Linked DNA regions of Neogale vison: region 2 is linked to region 1. The links are chromatin contacts, called in public Hi-C maps. All regions are on one chromosome and are shown on one strand. The core of a region is the stretch at or near the end of the contact, and the rest is flanking DNA. Distances in the headings are between cores, read along the strand shown.

Region 1 (5,486 bases), core at 1,236-3,735:
CGATTACAGCCCACCTGCCCGTTTCCCCTTTGTGTATGCCACCAGTGGGGCCGGTGTAAGGGTCCCTCGAGCCTGTTTGCTGGGTGAATATTTGTTGCGTGAATGAAACACTCCCACTGACTTAAGTCCTTCTTGGCAGACACCGGAACCGGGGGAAGCTGAGTGACCTGGTGGCTGAGCACCTGGACCACCTGCACTATCTCAACGACATCCTGATCATCAACTGCGAGTTCCTCAATGACGTGCTCACGGACCATCTGCTGAACAGGCTCTTCCTGCCCCTCTACGTGTACTCGCTGGAGAACCAGGACACGGTGCGTCTGGGCGCCTGGTCCCCACCGTGCCTGCGGGCTGCAGGCTGACTTTAGAAGGGGAAGAATGTTCCCCTTGAAGAGGACCAAACTTTGCTAAGGGACCAAGGCTTTGAGCTTGAGATACCTTTCAAAGTGCACTAGTTCTTCTTTCCTTTTATGTCCTAGAGGTGGAGGGGGAGGTGGAGAGAGGGAAGCCTGGGAGGAAATGCGCATGTGCTTAGGGGAGCAGAGCAGTTAAAGTGAATGAGGAAAGAACTTTGACGCCAGAAGGAAGGGGGGGGGACCTCTATGAATTTAGGATTTTTGTTTCTCTGCCTCCTTCACTAGAGGTATTCTCATTCCTGGTGATTCTTTCTGATAGTCGCCAGAGTGAATTGATCTGCAGAAGATCCTGGCAGCCACAGAACTTGCACAGAATGGATGGGAGGAGAGGGGCTGCACTTCGGAAAAGATCCCAGAGCAGTGACTGTCCACAGTTAGGCCCAGAATCCCGTGTGGAGGTTGAAATGCACATCCATAGGGACCTGCTCTCTGTCTCAGGGATTTTGGCTCAGTGGATCTGTGTGGACCACTAGTCTGCAACTTGAACCTGTCCCCCAGGTGGCTCTGAGCTGGCCTTTTCAGATCCCACTGTGAGAATTTCTGCCCAGTCCTTCCCAGGGTTATGAGGCAGAGACCTCAGCAGGAGGCAGGACAGGGCCTGTTGGCTATTGTGCGGGGGCGGGGCAGGGGGTAGGGGGGGTGGGGAGTGTCCAGTCTTTGCAAATGTGTCCCAGGGGGTTATAGCTTTGTTTTTGGAGATGGAACATGGAGATTCTTTCTAAAAACCAGTCAGTAGGAGAAAATTGCAGCTCTAACTAGATCTGCCAGAGGCAGCTCTGGGAGGCAGAGGGAAAGCATGGAACTTGGAAATTTCAGACCTGGGTGTAGATGCTGCTTCTTCCCTTTCCTCCCTCTGTGGCCTCGGCCATGGGAACTAACCTGCCTGAACCAAAGCAGGGCCCTGAAGACCCTCTCGGGGTTGACACAGGATGGAGCACGTTGGGGTTGCCTGCAAACAACGGGCTTTTCCGAGGCCAGAATACCCCAAGCCCTCCTTGCCCATTTTGAAAGCTCTTCCTGAGAAGAGGCCTCTCCGCGGGGCGGCGGGCTCTGTGCCACAGCCGGGGGACATTCTCATTCCTGGTAATTTAAGGAGCTAGTTCATCTCCTGGACCTAGCCTCTAATCTGTGACTAATGCTGAAGGATTTCTCAGGTGGAAAAACAGAGGCCGAGAGAGATGGTATTAGATGGGCTTAGATTGCGAATTTATCTTGCAGAGTGGCCTTCCCACAAGTACCAGGAAAGAATAGCCTTGGGGGCACAGGGGATGTCGGGGACAGGGCGCCTCACCTTCAGACAGGTAGCTTTTAGCTTCCTGTGTTTTGTGCTGCTCGTGTGTGTGACGTGGACTTCTCTCTGTCTCTTTCCCCTAACCCTCCCCAGGGAGGAGAACGCCCGAAGATCAGCCTGCCGGTTTCTCTCTATCTCCTGTCGCAGGTATGCTTATTCCTCTGCGTGTGTCCCCAGCCACGCTGGGGGGTCTTTCGGAGGACCAGGCCACATCACCCCATCTTCCTTCTGTGTCCCCCATCTTGAAGCAAAACAACAATAAGGAGAAGGCGGGTGGGGTGTTCTATTTTCCAGACACTCAGTAGCAGGGCTGCTATCTTCTTCGTGGTAGTGGGTGGAAATTGGAAGAAAGATGGAAAGTGAATCAAACCTGGCCCTTGCCTGCTTGGTCTTTACCTGGGGACTGAGGTTTTCAAACAACCAAGGAGTGTTCTAAGTACCCCGGAAATATGGACGGCGTGGGTCTTATTCACAGCATTTTGAAGTAAGCCCCTGACCGTAAGACCTGGTGTGTGTATCCCTGCGGCAGCCTTGCTCTAAGAAACTTCCACTATGAGGCTGTTTTTAAAGACTTTTGACATGGTTGCAGTTCCCAGATTACCTTCTGGAAGGTACCTCCTAGCGGCCTCCATTCCCAGATTTGCGTCTTGAGCCAATTTGTCTGCTCCCCCTCCTTAAACAAGCGTGTTTCCTTCTCATAATTATGTAATATTTACAAGAAGGGAAAAACTCCATGGTGACCCAGTTACATAACTTGAAAAATATTTTTATTACAAGCCGTCCAGACTTTCGGGCCATCTCATTAGACTGTCAAGTAGTCGAACGTTTGACCAGAGCTCTGTTCCCACTTCTGCAGCGGCCCGGGTATTTACTGGCTTTGCCAAGAGAATGGCCTTCTGGCTTGGTCCCTGGGCCATTTGGAGATGGAGGCAGAGCCGAGAAGAGTCACAGCCCTGGCCTCTCCGTGCTGGCTAAGCCAGCCGGAGTCTATACGTGGCCTGCTGCTTGCTCCCCCTTGGAGTCTCGTCCCGGGGGCTCTGTCTGCCTGGAGCCCTGCACCAGTGCCCACTCCTTCTGAATGCCCCTCTGTGCAGCCAAGCGCAGCACAAACCCCAGCTTCCCTGGCACCCTTGTCCGCCGCCTCGTTACAGATCTGCCCGAACCTCCTGCTTGGGATTCTGGGAGTCTGGGCAGCCAGATGCGCAGCCACAGGAATCCCAAGGAGAACACTCCCAGGACCCCGTAGCTGTTGGGGCGCTGCGCGGGCAGCGTCCCATCTAAGGAGTGTGGGCTCAGGCCGCGCCCTTTCTCCGAGAAGCCCCTTGCTCCTGTATCCTTGGAGGAGGCCTATCGGCTCATGCACCGGATGGCTTGTGCAGTATCTCACGAAAAGCAGAGTGTGCGATTCAGCATCCTCAGCTGAAGTGACAGGGCCCGCCCTCCCCTGCATTTTCAGTTAGCTTTTTCATAGCGATGCCCCAAAATGTGTGAAAGCCTTCAATCAGGTAGAAATCTCATGTCTTTGGTCTCTACATCAGAGCATCCTTACAAATTATTTGATAAGCACAGCTACGAAACCAAGAAGATTCACGTTTACCATGTTAATTTAGTGTGACCGGGGATGCTGTCCTTGGAGAAGTCTCCCTCTTACTCCCGTCCCCCAGGCACCCAGTCCCATTCCGCAGATGCAGCAGTGTTTCAGTGTCTGGCAAGGCTTTCTCTCCCTCCCTCTTTCTTTCTTTCTCTCTCTCTTCCTTTCTTTCTTATCCTTTTTTCTCTTTCTAACAATGTTTATGTTTGTAATAAATTCTTTAAGTTAAAAAGTTCAAACAGGTGAAAACCGAGTTTCCTTCCTACTTTTGGTTTGTCACCCGATTTCTGTCCCCAGGGACAAGTACAGTTACAGGGTTTTCCGTGCCCTTCCAGAGACATTGCCTGTGGAGGCGGGGAGGTTCTCAACTGGGGGTGATTTTGCCCCACCGCCACCCCAGGGATGTTTGGCAACATCTGGAGACATATCTGGTTGGGAAGAGGCCAGAGAGGCTGCCAACATCCTCCAATGCACACGACAGCCCCCCTGCACCCCACCCCCCGCCCCCGCAACAAAGAATATGGCCGGATACTAGTGCGGGGGGTTTAGAAATCCTGTTCCGTGTGTATGTAAGCAGATGCAAATGTGCACACACACCCTTTTTCTGTATAAATGGTGGGTATGTCCCAAGCTGTGCTGCACCACTGGTGTGGTCTTTGTATTTTAAAACAAAGTAGCAGGTGTGTCTGATCCAGCTTTGAGTACCCCGATTCCCAAAGCCGGTCTGCTGAAGGTTAGGCAATAGGGTGGGGCACTAGGGCCATCCCAGGCAGCCCCGCCCCTGCTGATTTTGCCTGCTGGCACAGCTAGGCCCGACTCTGGCTCGTGTGGCTTTCCTTCCCCGCAGCGTCCACACCTCCTAACGCTGCCATGCCATCTTGGGGGTCAGAGCTCATTCCAGTGATGGGATCTCTGGGCAGCCGACCCTTTGCCAAGTCCTTGATTGGAACAAGACTCGCCGGCCCCTTCTTCCCGTATAACTGAAATGTTGGGCCGGTGCCTTCCAGTCTTAGCATAATCAAATTTGACACTAAAATGCCTGTGGAGAGGAAGGAGTGTGCTGTTTTGGCTTCTGCTTTCCCACGTTGCTCCGCTTCAGCCGGATTTGGCTTCCCCCAGCCGTGAGGGACAGTCTTGCTTTAATGCACTTCCTTCCGCTGGGGAGCAGCCAGCCAAATAGGCAACAGTCCGAACGAAGGAGGGGCCGACCCTGGAAGGAGAGAGGCCTGGCTGCTTTTGCCTAAATGGGACCCATTCTTTGGATTTTGCTTCATGGGGAACGCTGCTTAACACAGGGATGAAGTAGCCCAACCTAGTTGTTTCTGATCCAGGAAGGAAGAGGTAGATAGGGAGCAGGCTTTAATGCAAATCCTATGTCTCCTTTCTCACCAGGTCTTCCTAATTATACATCACGCACCCCTGGTGAACTCATTAGCTGACGTCATTCTGAATGGTGATCTGTCTGAGATGTACGCTAAGACCGAACAGGATGTTCAGAGAAGTTGTGTAAGTCATTAGCGTCGGGACTGTTCCTAGACCTTGATAAGAAGCCGCTGCCCGTTTTGCTCACGCGTGTGTTTCTCTAAAACCAGAAACCAACCTTCTGCCTCTGTGGCAGTGATGATGTATAAGCTGGTCGGGGATTCAAGGAACCTAATCAGTCTTTAAATGTGTACCCAGGAAAACTTGGGTTGGGGAACTGATTCTCACATGTTATTGAACAGGAAATCGTACTGCTCTGGGCCCACAGTTACGTATCTGTGAGACAATGTTACTGGGACGGAATGAGAGGGTACCTTGTCTAAGACACAAATACCTACAGAGACTGGACAGAGAACATCTATGTGTGATATGAGAGAGCAGTAGGGGAGGGTGGGGACTGGGGCAAATTGGAGAGCATATACGTCCTTAGTCAGCAGCTACTGTTCCAGCTCTACCTGTAGTTCAGTAGGAATATGGATGCAGCAGTGCCTGCTTTCCTCATGATTCCAAAGAAGCTGGAAATCTGCATTTGGATACAGACACTCCCACGTTTTAAACGATCACCCCCAGCTGTGGCCTAAATAGAGCACGTCTGTGGTTTGTGTGTATTGGTGCATTTTGTGCTCTACTAAAGGAAGACTCCCGAGATCGGTATCACGATTTCTTCCAGGGTTTTCCTAGCATGGCCCATGTGTACTCGCCTGTC
Region 2 (5,486 bases), core at 1,381-3,880, 210 kb after region 1:
GTGAGTCAGTTCACCCAGTGTGGCCGCCCAGCTCCCCCCACAGGTCGCCAGCGTGGCTGACCTGTCAGGCCACGGGCCGGGGAGTAGCCATAGAGCCCATGTCCTGGGCACTTTCCGTGGGCCAGCCCCTCTGTGCCCTGCGGCCAGTCTCCCCTTCCGAGAGCTTCCCCTCGTCCCTGTTGCCCGGCAAGCACCTCCTCCAGCAAACCCATTTTAGAGGTAGACACTGAGGCCCTAAGAAGCAAAGGGAATTGCCCACAGCCGCTTACAGGGCCCTCCTGCCACCACAGACCGCAAAGCGTTTTTTGGGCTCCAAGTGTTGTGCTCACCAAAAAGTACACGGAGAGAAGGGGACAGGAAGGATGAAGTCAGGCCCGGCCCTTGATCGCCATCCCACCATCTGAAATGTGTCTCTCTCCACGCCAGTTTCAGAATGCGCCACTTCTCCTTCCAAAAACTCATCAAGCCCCCCCCACCTTCTTCCTGGAAGGTGCTGTGGTCACAGAATGAAAGAAGTTTCCTCTCTGTCATCCATTTCAAACACATTCTGGGTGGATGGCCAAAAAAGGCCCCAGTGTTGTCTCTGACACAGGCAAATGGACCCTTGCCTTGGTTTTTCTCGTCTGTAAAAAACGAGGATAGGAGCCTTGCTTCATAGGTTTGTCTAATTTAAGCCCGCAGAAGGCAGAAGAAGGTTTGGCACACTTTTAAGTGCTCAAAACACCAACTGCCATTTTACCCCACACGAAATACCCAAACCAGCTGCTCCTCTCTCCCTGAGAGCCGGGAGTGGAACCAGGCATGTTCCCCAGCCCCAGGACCAGGACCTTCTTTCAAGCCACACAGGTCCCACGGAGGACCCCTCCGCCCTGGACCCACTCACAACCAAGGGAATCCCCTGAACCAAGCACATGCTCTGGAAACTTTTTTTCTTTAAAAAAAAAAACTTTCATAACAAAGTTTATTACCTAAACTGGCTGTAAAAAATATAAAATAGGATTCTGCACAGCAGAAAAATAAAGCCAGAGACCCTCCCCCAACCCCTGGTTTGTGCAAAAATACTGGGTATATGTAAACATGAAGAGGTAGGAGGTACAAATTCAGGTCCTGGCCCCAGATACAGTTAAGCTGCTACAACAACCAGGGGGGACCCAGAGGGAGCACCAGGAGGAGGGGCACCCCCCCAAGAGATGGGGAGGGGTCTGCGGCCTTGTCTGCGGGGGGAGAGGGGGAGGCGCCTCGCCCCCACGCCCCGGCTCCCTCCAACCTGGGTGGGGAGGGCACCCATGTGGTTCCAGGGAAATAATAATAATACAAACTAATAAGGTGCTCGAGTTAATGCTGCGTGCGCGGCCGGTCAGATCTGGAAGGGGAAGGAGCTCAGATAGTCGCGCAGGACGGGGTTGAGGGGGATGCGCGCCAGGTTCTCGCGGCCCACGGTGGCCACGATGCGCTGGCGACACAGCTCCTGCAGCGGCCGCACGCGGCGCTGGCGCAGCGGGGCCCCGAGCATGCGACGCGGCGCCGCCACGTAGTGCTCCAGCAGCTCGAAGAGGCAGTCGAAGCTCTCGCGGCTGCCGTCCAGGTGGAAGCGGCCGGCCTGGAAGTGCACGCGGATGCTCGTGGGGCCCGAGGCCATCTTCACGCTGAGGGCGAAGAAGCAGTTCCGCTGGCGGCTGTCGCGCACCAGGAAGGTGCCCACGGGCTCGGCGCGCAGCCGCTCGTGCGCCCCGTGCACGCTCAGGGGCCCCCAGTAGAAGCCGCAGGCGTCGAGCAGCGCGCTGGCCCGGGTGATGCGCCGGTAGTCTGCGTGCGAGCGGAACGTGCGGAAGTGCGTGTCGCCGGGGGCCGGGGCCGGGGCCGCCGGGCAGGGCCGCGGGCGCGCGGGGGCCGCGGGCGCCGCCGAGGACGGGGACGAGGACGAGGACGAAGACGAGGAAGGCTCTGGCCGCCGTCGGGACTCTGCTGCCGTGGAGATTGCATTGTCGGCTGCCACCTGGTTGTGTGCTACCATCCTACACGCGGGGCCAGCCGGAGGGGTGGGCCATAGCGTCCGGGGGTGCGCTGGGGGGAGACACGGGCGGTGAGCCGCGAGGCGGGGCGGGCCCGGGGCCGGCGGGGGAGCCGACCCGAAAGGGCCGAGGGCGCAGGACCGAGTCGGCGCGGCCGCCGGGAGCCTTCGCGGGCTCACCCAGAAAACGGGCCTCCCGGTCCGCGGAGCCCTTCGGGAGCGGGGCGGGGAGCCCGGCCGCGGCGGAGTCCGCCGCCGGCTCGCTCGGAGTTTGGGTAAGAGGGGGGCGTGGAGAGAGGTGCGGGGAGAAACGTGCCCCGACTCCGGCCACCCAGCCCTCGGCTCGCCGCCCCACGGCCGCCGCCTGCTGGCCAGGCCGGGGACTGGCGCCTCGTCCGAACGACTGGGCAAAGACAGAGAAGCTGCGCCGCGGGAACCCCGCGCGCGGGGGGCTGCCAGGGTGGGGCCGCCGGGGGCCAGGGGCGTGGCGGCCGCGACCCCATCACGCAGCCCCTGAGGCCCGCCCGACCCCCGGCCGTCCTTTCTTGTGTCCTGGGCTGTCTGGTCCTCCCCTCTCCCTCCCGCTTCTTTGCCTAGTGCCGGGCTCACCTGGCGGCGGGGCGCGGGGCGCCGCGGGCGGGGCGGCGGGGGGCTCCGGGGCGGCTCTCGCGCATGCTCCGGGGCCGGGAGCCGTGCAGCTGCCACGGCCGCAGCTCGCTCTGCTCCGCGCCCGCCCCTGCACCAGTCTTTTAAACTGGCCGGGAGGGGTGGCCCGCCGGCGCTGGCGGTCCCGCCCCCTTTAGGCTCCACCCCTCTCAGGCTCCGCCCTTCCGCGCCACTTTCGGTTTCTTTTTCCACGGTGGCGCTGCGCTTGAGCTGCATGGGCTGGTCCTTTTGCATACACTTGGGGACTCTTTCCGGGGGCCCCTTCCTCCCCTGATCCAGCCTCACAGTCGTCCTAGGACCCTCTTCTTCAAGGGCTCTGGTCCCGCCCCTGGACCCGCTTTCTCTCCGCGATGCCCCCGCTGCACCTGGAGCCCCTCACCTGTGCCCCGACTACTGTCCTGGGTCGGAGACTTCTGCAGCCAAGCTGCAGACACCCCCTCTCCTCCGCCCTCCAGGTGCCTCAGCACCGTCTCCCGTAGCTCTTCTGGCCTCTGTTCTCCTCGAGTCAGACCCCTCCCCACCCGACTCTGGGGTCCTGCCTGCGACGCCGGACCCCTCGGGGCTGCACGCACAACCGCCTGCGCCCCGCACCCCGGCAGCCCTGAACGCTCAGGCGGCTGCCCCCGCACCCCTTCTAGCCTGTCGCTCGCTGTCCCTGGTCTTGGCTTGGGCTTCCCAGGAAGCGGTGGCCTGACCACAGGCTTCGGAGGAACCCTTCGGCGGCACGAGAAGGGCGCCTAGACTGCGGATCCGAGTTCCTCGGAAACCGGGCGGGGCCGTCAAGGTCCCCAGCGGTCTTGGCTCGCGCTCCCTGCCGGAGAGCAGCTGGGGAAACTGAGGCCCTGGGGAGGGGCTGTGATCTGCAGCGACTGGCAGTTGGGGAGCTCTGGATGACCGTGCCCTCCTCTCTTATTTTGGGGAGAGGAATGGCTGGGCCCCTCCAAACGCATTTTGGAGCCCAGTGAAAAGACAGTTCATTGATGTGATGATTCCACAAACGTACTTTGACTTTTCCTGGCCTGCTCTCCTTTCCCCCAACCCCCACCTTGTAGAGTCCCCCTTCCACTGCCAGGTTAAGTATCTGTCCCCACCTGGCATTCATACCTGTGGCTTGGGACCCGGGAGACTTGAAGGTGCTGGCAATAATTCGTACATTTGAGCGTGTGATCCCGTGACCCTGTCTGTCGTGGCAAGGCATGCCTTAAGTGCCTGGCTGGTATGTGTATTTTTGAAGGAAAGACAGAACAAATGAGGGCTGGGGCTAATAGTCTCTGAATCACCCTGGGTTACACAGAAGGCAGGCCAGGCTGGGGGCTCAGCCAGCAGCTTCTCCCCGACACACACTGCCCTCTAGGGGCTGCTCTCGGGCTGCAGCCCAGGCCTCTCGGAAGTCCTGATGGGTGCCAGGCCCTCCAGCCTAGCCTGCCTTCTTGGCGCTTTCCTTCCCTGGCCCCAGACTGCCTGTGTTTCCTCTTGAACGTCAGGGGGTGACCCAGAGCCAGCCTTGCTTAGGACCCCATCAGCTCCCTGGGTGCCTGTTGGCAGCTGGCTTCGGTCATTGATGTCGTTGTTCTGGGTTGAGAGTGTGTATGGGGGAGGGGGGGGGCGTGCGTGCTCTGGTTTGCAGGGTGGTGGGAGAGGGGATTGACAGGCGTGCGTGTGCTGGTGGTCAGGTGCTCTGGGCCCTCCAGAGCTCTTGCTGTGGTGGGTGATGAATAAAATAGAAGGTAGTGGTTAAAACCCAGATCTTGGACCCAGGCTACCTGGACTCTAGTTCAGGCATACACCTCTCTAGTCCTGTGACTCTGGACAGGTGATTCCCCCCCCCCCCCGCCTTGGTTTCTCACTCTGTGATACAGGAAAAAAAACCTCCTTCCTGGGGCAGGGATTAAAGTGAGCAATTCTGGGTCAAGGGCTTAGATCAGCCACTAGTTAAAGTAAGCCTTCGGCAGGGGTCTGCTCTGGCTGTTGTGCCTCCGAGGGTGTGAGTGAGCGTGGCAGCGTGCTGAGCCCTTACACATGTGGCTTCATATCTTGGGCCTATTCTAGAAGCCCTGTCCCCAGGAGCACAGGCCGGAGAAGGCATGGGCGGAGTTTCGTGGGGGTAAACCAGGCCCCTGGATGCTGGCAGTGGGGAAGGGTAGCACCTCCCCCGCACTGGAGCTGGGGGCAGTGGTCCAGGCCCAGAGGAGGCCAGCAGGCTGGGCTGGCTCCTGCAAGACTTGTCTTCCTGCCAGCCCGTCTCCTCCGCAGGCCTCTGGGCGGAGGGCAATCCATAATAGCTAACCGTCCGTATGCCCCCCAACCCCCATAACCCCCATTGACAGCGTCCATGGCTACACGGGAGAGTCACCACTTCTCATGGGGATGAGGCCCCCTTCTCACGCCACATTCCCACCCCCCTCATTCATTGCCTTTACTGTGTGCTAAATGCTGACTGTGTGCTAAATGCTGTACAGTACTTAGATCACTGGATTGGCACAATGATCGCTCTGTCCGTTTTACAGATAGAGAAACTGAGGCTCCGAAGGGGAGTCCCTTGCCTGGGCACACACAGCTCAGAAGGGGCAGAGCTGAGATTCCTAGCTAGGATGTCAGAAAGCTCTAAAGCATTCGCCCTCATCTCCTGTGCTGTAAACTCCCTCCCCGCCAAGTCCTGGTGATCTCAAATCCTGGTCTGTCTGCTAGAAAAAAACCATAGATGCCAAAAAAAATTAGAGATTAATTTGCATCCGGAGGCTGCCTTGAGAGGGGGAGTGGGGATAGCTCTGCTGGGTTCCCTTTTTGTTCATGAGCTTGAGGAGGCCCC

Evidence for each region. A called contact is a pair of places that touch in the nucleus more often than the background predicts.
Region 2: a Hi-C map of fibroblasts shows a contact between it and region 1, with 12 times the contacts expected there. The contact joins the promoter of SOCS1 here to the enhancer-like site in region 1. A contact is called at or near these places in 3 of 3 Hi-C or Micro-C datasets (fibroblasts, muscle and tongue).

What each region holds. Positions count from the first base shown.
Region 1 is chr14:24,232,551-24,238,036 of ASM_NN_V1, forward strand. It overlaps CLEC16A (protein CLEC16A), which reads left to right. Exons shown (of 23, transcript XM_044234081.1): 8 at 140-314; 9 at 1,801-1,854; 10 at 4,691-4,804. Among named protein-coding and RNA genes, the nearest start is that of CLEC16A, 33 kb to the left of the region's middle. Within about 2 kb of position 2,486, the one cell type or tissue checked has open chromatin away from gene starts, as enhancers often do. A contact at or near this core is called in fibroblasts, where this site is marked.
Region 2 is chr14:24,446,163-24,451,648 of ASM_NN_V1, forward strand. It overlaps SOCS1 (suppressor of cytokine signaling 1), which reads right to left and starts at 2,631. Exons shown (of 2, transcript XM_044232745.1): 1 at 2,621-2,631; 2 at 923-2,064. The coding sequence starts at 2,014. The coding sequence ends at 1,358.